Linked DNA regions of Mus musculus: regions 1 and 3 are each linked to region 2. The links are chromatin contacts, called in public promoter capture Hi-C maps. All regions are on one chromosome and are shown on one strand. The core of a region is the stretch at or near the end of the contact, and the rest is flanking DNA. Distances in the headings are between cores, read along the strand shown.

The links. Promoter capture Hi-C pulls out the DNA fragments that hold promoters and counts their contacts.
Region 1: a promoter capture Hi-C map of the 3T3-L1 cell line shows a contact between it and region 2, with 3 times the contacts expected there. The contact joins the promoter of Oxct1 here to the promoter of Fyb in region 2. A contact is called at or near these places in 2 of 39 promoter capture datasets (the 3T3-L1 cell line and hippocampal neurons).
Region 3: a promoter capture Hi-C map of pre-B cells shows a contact between it and region 2, with 5 times the contacts expected there. The contact joins the promoter of Fbxo4 here to the promoter of Fyb in region 2. A contact is called at or near these places in 3 of 39 promoter capture datasets (hippocampal neurons, neutrophils and pre-B cells) and 2 of 115 datasets of contacts at active chromatin or transcription factors (bone marrow-derived dendritic cells and regulatory T cell precursor).

What each region holds. Positions count from the first base shown.
Region 1 is chr15:4,024,242-4,027,741 of GRCm38.p6, forward strand. Oxct1 (3-oxoacid CoA transferase 1) reads left to right here and starts at 2,187. Exons shown (of 17, transcript NM_024188.6): 1 at 2,187-2,608. The coding sequence starts at 2,531. BC037032 (cDNA Sequence BC037032) reads right to left here and starts at 3,165. Exons shown (of 2, transcript NR_028266.1): 1 at 1,778-3,165.
Region 2 is chr15:6,578,184-6,581,534 of GRCm38.p6, forward strand. Fyb (FYN binding protein) reads left to right here and starts at 1,664. Exons shown (of 18, transcript NM_011815.5): 1 at 1,664-2,863. The coding sequence starts at 1,765.
Region 3 is chr15:3,978,191-3,981,517 of GRCm38.p6, forward strand. It overlaps Fbxo4 (F-box protein 4), which reads right to left and starts at 1,383. Exons shown (of 7, transcript NM_134099.2): 1 at 1,052-1,383. The coding sequence starts at 1,234.

The sequences.
Region 1 (3,500 bases), core at 937-3,436, 2.6 Mb before region 2:
TAAGGTTTTACAAGGAAAATCTCATGAATGTAGAATATTGGTTAGAAACTGCTTTTCAGAGTACTGAGGAAAGTGGCCCTGCAATTGCAGGCCTATAATCCTAGCTACTTGGGAGGCTGAGGCAGAAGGATGAGAAGTTCCAGTCCAGCCTGGACTACAGAGTGTATTTAAGGCTCAGCTGGGCAACTTAAAAACAGAACAGGGGATATACTCATTGGGAATGCCCACGCAGGAGGCCTTAGATTCAGTCCTCAATCCCCATGCCTACATAATGGGAGAGGGAAATGGTCCTACTAATAAGAAATTTAAAAGAATCAGACTTTTTATATGCAAGTTATAAATTAAAATGGCTTTTGTAGAATCAGGAAAAAAGATTGGTACAGAATAAACACTCTTTCAAGTTGAATTGATGCCTTACACATTGTTGAGCTGATGTAAAATGAAGCCGTGGGCTTATCAAAAAATGCAGCCCCTCTCCCTTCTGGCTGTGCAGTACGGAGGCTGGTTTTGCTTTTTTGTTTGTTTTGGTTTTGTTTTTCCTAGCAGCCTTAATTCTGCAGAATAATAAATTTAAAATATCCACCGTCTTCATTTAGGAGAAATACATGTGACCAGCCAAGAAGAGTGAGTCAGATGACTACGAGACAAGTTGCCAGTGCTTTTTTTTTTTTTTTTCCCTTTCACGTGGCCCTGGAAGGAAAAAAGTGGAAGAACAACTGTAGTACCAGCTTTTGTTGTTCCTTCTCAAAACTGCAGCACAACAGCCGCCATGTTAGGGCTAGTCATGGGACTTCGGTTTAAACATTCGAACTCTTCACAGCTTATTAAAATGCGCCCCCAAAATATCCAGGATTACTGAGTTCACTTCTCCTATGCAATCAGATGATAGTTTAACTTGATATTTTATTTCCATGTTAAAACCGTAATCTTTACAGGAGACATTTTTGAGTTAAGGGAGTACTGAGGTAGTTGCTTTTCTGTGCAGATTTTTAAATTCCTTATTCATTTGTTTTGGCGCACATACACAGGCATGCACTCGCTGCAGTGCATGTGAGGTCGGAGGAGGACTTGGCTGGAGTTGGTTCTTCCCTGCTACCATGTGGGTCCCAGGGATCAAACTGAGGTCACTAAGCTTGGAGGCAAGTGTCTTTACCATCTCCCCAGGCCAGTAGACAGGTTTTAATTAAACAGGACTGTTCATCCTTCATTGTATCGGCATACTTTTTAAGGAAGTTAAAGAGTCATTTACTGTTGTCATGGGTTTTGCATCACTTCAAATTTAAACTGTTCTTCCAGGACTCGATGGGCTTTTAATCCAATAAAAGGATTTCCCGGGCTTCCAAGTGGTCTTTTAAACTCGGCGGTGAGTGTAGAACGTCCTGAAGAAATGGTTCAGGCCGGTTGGGTGCCAGTCAAAAGATAAGGCTTGAGCCAGGCACAATTGCACATACTCTGGGATAGGCTGCCGCAATAGAAAAAAGTTGGAGGTCAGCCTGAGCCATATATAGAGTTTCAGTGGGACCTAAGAGAGCTAGAGATCCTTCCTCAAACAAAACAGCAAAAAACAAACTCCAAAACGAAAACCTCCAAAACGATGAAGTTAACCCACCACCGAATATTAGCTAAATTTAGTGCCGAGCATTTTTGTGTTCATTGTGTCCCTTGACTGGCTTTTCTCATACAAAACTGCAACAGGAAGAGCATTACAAGGTGAGGGGAATTATACAACATGGACAAGGACGAGGAGGAGAGGAGACAGACACTTCTGTGCTTATACCTGTTCTGTAATTTCTGGAATTGTTGGGACTCCGGTTCCAGGAAAATTCTGGAACACAGAGTAGGATGATGGGGAACAACAGCCCAGTTCTAATCTTGTCCCTCTGTCGGTTAAGCAGGTCATGTCTCATGAGGGTCAGTCAGCACGCTGCTGGGTTTCAGAGGAAACTAAGGGCAAAACCAGACTTGAAGAGAGTTGTGGGTGTTGGGGTTGAGAAATGTTGGAAAGGTGAGCTGTCTAGATCTGGAAGGAGATCTTTATCAGTGACCCTTTGTACCTGTACTCATTCCAGAGGGCGATTTGGAAAAGTAACACGTTCAGTAAGAGACCCTCCAGGCCCTTGGCAACCCGAAACCCTGGTTGATGCCAAGCCTTGCGCGAGGGGAAGGCAGGCTCTAGCGCCCCCTCCAGCCTGAGTGCAGCGCCCGCCGCTGCGGGTGTGCCCGCAGATGAGCTGGAGCCCAGCACCTCCGGCCCCGGCACAACCCGCGGGGCTCGTCCTAGCTGTGCAGCCTTTCCATTCCTAGCCGTGAGCCCCTCCCTGTCTCGCTTCTTGACAAGCCAGCAGGCAGCAAGGGGCGGCACCGCTCTGAGGTCCCGAGGACGTCACTGACGCGCGGTCGAGCCTCCAGCCCGCCCTACCGCTCGCCTTGCCTTCTCTCTTCTTAGCCGGTGACGCCGCCGCGGCCCCGGGCAACCAGCACTCGCACGCACTCCCGCGCGCGCCACCGTCTCCCGCACCCGGGGCCGAAGATGGCGGCTCTCAAACTCCTGTCCTCTGGGCTTCGGCTCGGCGCCTCAGCCCGCAGCTCGCGGGGCGCCCTGCATAAGGTAAATTGAAGGTGCAGGGGGGCAAGAGGAAGGCCACGCGCGGACGAGCTGCGAGCGGCGCGCGCGTTCTTTGCCCTGCCCATCTCCACCGCCTCTGGTCGGGGATCTGGCATCTGCAGCGCCGTGCCCGGGGGTTGGGGGTGGGGGCTTGGAGACGCTCGGGTTTCAGGGTAGCCCCGCCGCCGCTTGTCTGTCTGTCTGTCTGTCTGTCTGTCTTTGCTTCTCCATCCACTTCCCCGCTGTGCTTGCAGCGGTGGAGAAGCGGTCGAGGCTCTGTGTACCAAAGCCACGCAGCAACGCCTTAGAGACAGACTGTCGGCGTCCAGGGACTCGCGTCCCCATCTCCCGCCACTCCTACAGACTCCAGGCTCCAGGCCGACGCCCTTGGGAAGGGGGTCCCCGGGGCCGTCGCCCTAGGTAAGGGCCGGTTGGAGGAGAGGAGCGGAGAAGGGCGGCGCGCTGAGGCTTGCGCCCCACCTGAGGGAGCTGCTGGCGCCGGCTGAGGCCCAGAACCCCGGGCCGGGTTAACCGCTGCTGGCTCAAGTTCACCGCCAAGTGGGCGGATGCTGTGCGCTGCGGAGGCGGACTGCCGCTCCCCATCCTCCCCTTCCCTATATGGCGGTAGAAAGGGGAACCCGGACTGGAGCTCTTGTCACGGGGCGATTTAGCCTGCCAAGCGTTTGGAAGCAGAAGGAGGGCTGGCGGCGCTCCGCTGCAGTTTGCAAACGCCTCGGTCCTTTATTTTGAATTCCTCTCCGTCCCCTCCGGGTTAGAGACTTGCAATGTTCAAAGACCGTAAAAAAACAAAAATCAAAAACAAAAACAAAAAAACCCAAACACCTTGACCCACAGAATGGTATCCTGAGTCGCCCTCCTAGCAGACTAGCTGGTG
Region 2 (3,351 bases), core at 414-2,913:
CCAATGTCCTCTACTGCTTTATACACGTGCCTGCCTAAGAGCAGCGCCTAGACGTTGTTTGCAGTGAGAAGATAAGAAAACGCATTAATATCCCCTGCTACCTGGCTCCCGAGCTGACATTCTTAATCACTTTGCTATTTCACCTTGTTTTATAAACCTAAAAGAAGCTATACATAAAGAATATGAACAATACTAGTAGAGGGGAAGGGATAATCAGAAATTCTTTCTCAGAAACAAACTTCCTTCTAAACAGAAAGAAAACTTTGGGGGGGGGGGTGTATGCGTGTACTCATGTGTGTGTGTGCACACGCTTACGTGCACGTGTGTGTGTGCGTGTGTGTGTGTGTGTGTGTGTGTGTGTGTGTGTGTACACTAAGGAGCAAACCCAGGACCTTACCCATGCTGAGCTCCTGCTCCATCACCCAGCTATATCTTCTGTCTACCATTTCATATTTCTCATCAAGCTTTAGAGCCCTGGAAGTTTTTCCTGTTTTTTTATCCTTTTGGGGGGGGGGAGTGTGGGGGGCGGGCATGATCTCACATAGCCTAGGCTTGTCTCAAACCTGCTGTGTAGCCAAGAATGACCTTAACCTTCATAAACTTCTGATCTTCCTGTCTCTACCTCCTGCATTACAGAGTACGCCACCAACCTGATTTATTGAATGCTGAGCACATGAGACAGGGTTTAGTGATGTTAGATGCTAAGTAGGTTTTCTCTCTCTCTCTCTCTCTCTCTCTCTCTCTCTCTCTCTCTCTCTCTCTCTCTCTCTCCCTCTCTCTCTCTCTGTCTCTCAGCTGAGCCTCATCTCCAGCTCAAACTCCTTGTTTTTGAAAGAAAGGGTAAAGACACCATTAATTCTCCCAGGTTAAACGGGACTATATTAACAACAACAAAAAAAAAAAAAAGGGTGACTATCTGATACCTTTACTGCATAATTTCCTAATTCTTATGAGGAAGGCAGGTGAGGCAGGACCTCTCAGAGGACTGGTAAAAGTCATTATTGAAGAGAAAGATCTGGAAACGAGGCAATTCCTTCTGCTGGCCTGTTGTTCAGCCCATGCTGTCCCGTGGGTTTAGCTCATGTCCCGTTAGTCTGCATACAGCCACACAACAGCACTCTGGATTTGCAAATAATAAGGAAACCTTCTTTCGTTTTAGAAGGGCTGGGCTGTTCTGTAACACCTCCCCGACAGCAAACGCACTTTAAACGCAACAGGAACAGGGAAGCACGGGCCAGCACACTGATGCTAAGCATTGCTTTGCTGGGTTAAAAAAAAAAGCATGTAGCCTGAGTTTACAGTGCCTACTTTCGTTTTGAAGTCCAGTTTCCACATGAGTCTCAGTTGTAAAAAGTGGGAAAATCCATTTGGTAGCCACCGCTGTATGTTTTTCAGTGAAGCAAAAAATGTAAACAAATACAGAATCAGATATCTCCAACAAGATAGCGAGGCAGACCAGGAAAGAGAAGAGAAACGTTTTTTAAGATAAATGATTGTGTCCCTGTACGACCAACAACAGAAGTTTAAACACAGCCCTAGCCTTTCCTTCGCGAGAAACATTCACAACTTGTTTTGCCATAGAGGAACTTAAATGTTACAATATCTGGTCAACCAATCAGCAGCTTGCCGGCACCCCAGCACTCTTGCCTCAGATCAGGAAACCCTTGAAGGTACAGTATTTTAAATTGCAAGTGAGATTTCTGACTCTCAGCTGGTTTTTGTTCCCTGTGCTTGTAGGATGGAAAAACAGATGTAAAATCCCTCATGGCGAAGTTCAACACGGGGAGTAACCCGACAGAGGAGGCCGCCACCAGCAGCAGGCCCTTCAAAGTTGCAGGACAAAGCTCGCCTTCTGGAATACAATCAAGAAAGAATTTATTTGACAACCAAGGAAATGCCAGCCCGCCCGCAGGACCCAGCAGCATGCCTAAATTTGGGACCACAAAACCACCCTTGGCAGCGAAACCTACCTACGAGGAGAAGCCTGAGAAGGAACCTAAACCCCCGTTTTTAAAACCTACTGGAGGGAGCCCAAGATTTGGAACACAGCCAAACTCAGTTTCTAGAGACCCTGAGGTCAAAGTGGGGTTCCTGAAACCTGTAAGCCCCAAACCCACCAGCTTGACCAAAGAAGATTCCAAACCTGTGGTTTTACGGCCACCTGGGAATAAACTTCACAATTTGAACCAAGAGTCTGACTTAAAGACGCCAGGACCGAAGCCAGGGCCCGCTCCCCCAGTCCCAGAAAACGAACTGAAGCCAGGATTCTCAAAGGTAGCTGGAGCTAAGAGCAAGTTCATGCCAGCGGCACAAGATACTGACTCCAAACCCCGATTTCCCAGACACACCTTTGGCCAGAAGCCATCCCTAAGCACAGAGGACTCCCAGGAAGAGAACACTTCTAAGAACGTGCCTGTCCAGAAAGGATCCCCAGTGCAGTTGGGCGCCAAGTCCAAGGGCGCCCCTTTCAAACCACCTAAGGAAGACCCAGAGGATAAAGACCATGGAGCACCAAGTTCACCCTTTCCTGGAGTGGTTCTGAAACCTGCTGCGAGCAGAGGGAGCCCGGGTCTCTCCAAAAACTTTGAAGAAAAAAAAGAAGATAGGAAAACAGACCTTGCAAAGAACATCTTTCTGAACAAACTGAATCAAGAAGAGCCGGCCAGATTCCCTAAGGCCCCTTCCAAGCTGACAGCGGGGACACCGTGGGGCCAAAGTCAGGAGAAAGAAGGAGACAAGAATTCTGCAACCCCGAAGCAGAAGGCCCTGCCACCCCTGTCCGTCTTGGGCCCGCCTCCACCCAAGCCCAACAGACCACCCAACGTTGACCTGACCAGATTCCGAAAGGCTGACTCTGCAAACAGTGAGTTGTTTCTCATTGCTGGTAGCTGTGGTTTGCTCACACAACTGAGTGTTTCAGCTCCTGGGGGAAACTTTAGAGCAAGGAATGATTGCATAACTGATGCTCATGTGAGTATAGGGTCAATTTTCTTTTGGCATTTTTTTTTCCGTTGTGTAGGAGGTCTGAGAGAGTAGCAAATCCAAGTTCTGGTTGAGCATTCTGTAAGAAAGGACCTTGGGGTGGGGAGCACTGACATTTTAGGGAGACAATAGGGAAGAAATATACCTATTTAACGGATAGTTGGTTTTGCTTAAGGATAACCATTGCATTTATTCCCTTGGTTGTATTTCATTTCTGTAACTTGAAGAAGTTATGCTGCCCGTTGACAGAGAGAAGAGAGTAGTCTAAGTCAGTACTCTAGAAAGAATCAAATTTGATAGCCAAAGGATGTGTGCATTCTCTGGAGGCATGTTTGATTGTCACAATGGATGAAGCTAATGATATTTTGT
Region 3 (3,327 bases), core at 133-2,632, 2.6 Mb before region 2:
TGAAATGTTGCAAACTCAAGCTCTGCCTTTCTATTTTTCAAGCAAAGTAACCAGTTCCTTTCATTTCTTTCCATGAGTATGTTGATGTACCAGTTACTAATTTGTTCTTCAAAAATAAATGAGTGTCAAGTGGAGATTTTTTTCAAGCTGGAGAGATGGCTCAGAGGTTAAGAGCACTGGCTGCTCTTCCAGAGGTCCTGAGTTCTATTCCCAGCAACCACATGGTGGCTCACAACCATCTGTAATTTGGATCCAGTGCCCTCTTCTGGTGTGTCAGTGACAGTGTACTCACATATACATAAAATAAATAAATAAATAAATCTAAAAAAACAAAGTGGCGGTTTTTCTGATTTTATCACTAGATCAAATGAAAGCATGTGAACCTGTCATTTGAATTTCTCTCTATAGAGTATTAATCAGGTTCCGAGGACACCTGAGAGAAGCTTGGAGGTAACCTAAGCCTGTGGCTTTCATTTAGAGTGAATGTCAGTGGGATGTACTAATAACCCAACTGAGATAAAGGAATTGTCATCAACAATGTATAATCTATTTATTTATTTATTTATTTATTTATTTATTTATTTATTTTATCTTTCTCTGAAACTTTAAATTGCATGCATCCTCTTTGCAGCCTGACCTAACTTGAGGTACTTGTAACTTTACTGGTTTCAATTATGTGGCAGTTTTGTTGCTTTGGATATGTCAGAGTTGCTTGCTCTAGGCGACCCCCCCCCCCCCCTAACTGGAATACATTGACTAGGGATTAAAATGTGCAGAAGAAAGACACTGGAATGCCTTCCAAGCTAACCCACTTCCTTCATCAGATTTCCAGACATCCAAATAGGATGACTGACAACCTGTGGGTGATCTCGCTGGTCATTAGTGAGTGTTGTAGTGCGACCTTGGTTGGCAGGGGGATACCAAGAGTTACCATCAAGGCAATCCTGGCCACTTCACTTCCAGGCGAGCACACACCCGGAAGTGGCTGCCCTGCCGGCCCAGGCCCCCGGCCTGCGGCGGTCTCTGTGCGCGGCCTGCGGCCTCGGCTCACCGGCAGCCGCGTCAGCGCGCTCGTCTCCTCCGCCGCCTCCTTCCGGGAGGCCGTCGGCGTCGCCCGCTCCTTGGCCACCGAATACCAGAAGGTCCTCCAGCCGCTCAGGATGGCTGCCTCCAGGCGGCCCCAGTCGCTGGCGGGCGGCGGGGAGCCGGCTCCGCGGGGCTCGCTTCCAGCCATGGTCGCAGGCTCCGCGCGACACCGCGGGGCGCACGGGCTCCCCAGCCGCTCGGCCTCCGCCTCCGCCCCGCTGGTACGACCCGGGCTGGTCGGTTGGGCAGGGCTCCAGGCCGAGGTGGCCCGGAATGACTCACCCCGTTAGCCCAAACCCTCCCACACTACACATCCTCCGGGTCCCTCCCTGCCTCTGTGCGTCACCACAAGGACCTGGGAGCTAGGGCTTGTTGAACAGCCACCCTTTTTCTGAAATCTTGCTTCCCCTTAAGCGTTAGATATTAAGTAGGCTGTATGTGTGCTTCTGTGTTTTGGAATCAGCAATCTACCACTTGGAGTTGAGCAAAAACTGAGCCCGTGGAGGCTATCAGGAGCCTTATGTGTTATTAAAGATAACCTTGGCTGACTAGAACATCGTGCTGTGGAGAAACTATTGTAGATGGGAAGCCAAAACTGCCTCAAGCGTAGCTCTTTTAATATTAACTTCAATCTGGTTTTGGTCTAACCTCATGAGGTTGGGTGAAACTTGTAAGCTTTGCTTAAAATTTTATTTAACTACATGTATGTGGATATATGCATGAGCACTCAGGTTCCAGCAGAGGCCACAGGCATCACAAACCCTGGAACTGGAAACCACACCCTTGAGAGCCACCTACTCAGGCCCTCTGAAAGAACAGTACATTCTTATAACTGCTGAACCATCTCTCAAACACCTGCCCCCTTTACCGATTTTAAAGTAAATAATGTTGTAACATCTGAAAGCCAGGCAAGATGTAGCCAATTTTATCTAGGCTGTGTACATAATGCCCTCATCAGCGTAGGTGGTATATGTATTTGATGTATGGTCTTTGTTTTGTGGCTATAATAGTTCTTGCAACTGCTTCCACAACTTGGTGTGCCAACCTGAATCCAATCTCTGGCCATGGCCACTCACATTTTGCTTGCATTTACTTCCTCAAACTCCATTATTAGGTATTTTCTACCAAAATGGTGAGTTTAAGCCCACGACAAAAATGTACATACACTAAAAAATTGTTCAATCAATGATCTATCATAAAAGGTCAGAAGAAAATTTGATAGGAAAGAAAAGCCTGGATGTGGTACTATTAAAAGCCATTAGTGAATTTTTAATCTTCCAAAAGTGATGTCTATTCTAGTAACTTTAATCATAATCAAAAAGAAATTTAAGAAATGAGAGGTAGGCTATATAACAAAATATTATATAGCACTGGATATAGTTTTAGGAAAGACACAAATACCTATTTGGTAGCAGGTTATCAGTCTCTTTAAAGTAGATTACCTCACTTAATCTAATCCCCAAACCCATTCCACATCTAGACTTCATCACGGGAATACTTCGGATTTAGTAGTCACGTGTTAAATTCTTTAAAATCTTTTAGAATAATCTAGTAAGGATCACCACGTTATAACCTGAGGTGTAAACCTTGTTCTGGAGAACATGGAAGATGGGCGGAGCCCACATAATCTATCTCAAAATCACTGTCAACCTTTAACCACTTACTATTCCAAGATGGTTTGTTTGTGTTTTGCTTTGTTTTTTGTTTTTTGGGAAAACAGTTAAATTTTATCATCTATATACAACTGGTTTAATATCAATTGTCAAAACATTCTACATCTAGTCCATAGGATATTTAAAAATTAATACCATTTTACAATCTTCGAAGTAGAAGGCAAAGGCCACATCTTTTAAAAACACGCTAGGCTACAGGAAATAGTTGCTAGTATATAAATATGAAAGTAACACAGCAATAGCTGCATGTAACAGTACATAATGCTCAGTAGTGGACCCTAGACACTTTTCACAAGGGCCCTTCATTCAAAATGCAGTACCTGAAGCTCCAAATGAAAAGTAACAGACATTCAATAAAGCTGGAAGCTGGGCAACTGAGGGTCTGTCAGAGCATACATTTAAAAATGATTATTCTTTCCTATGACATTGCTCAGCAATGAGTAGGTCAACCACTTGCTCAGATTATCAGGACAAGGGGAAAGACTTATGAATTAATTACTTATATGGCCTTTCTCCTCTCTAAACTGTGTTTTGTATTCAGAGAAAGAAAATTAGCATAAGTCATTTT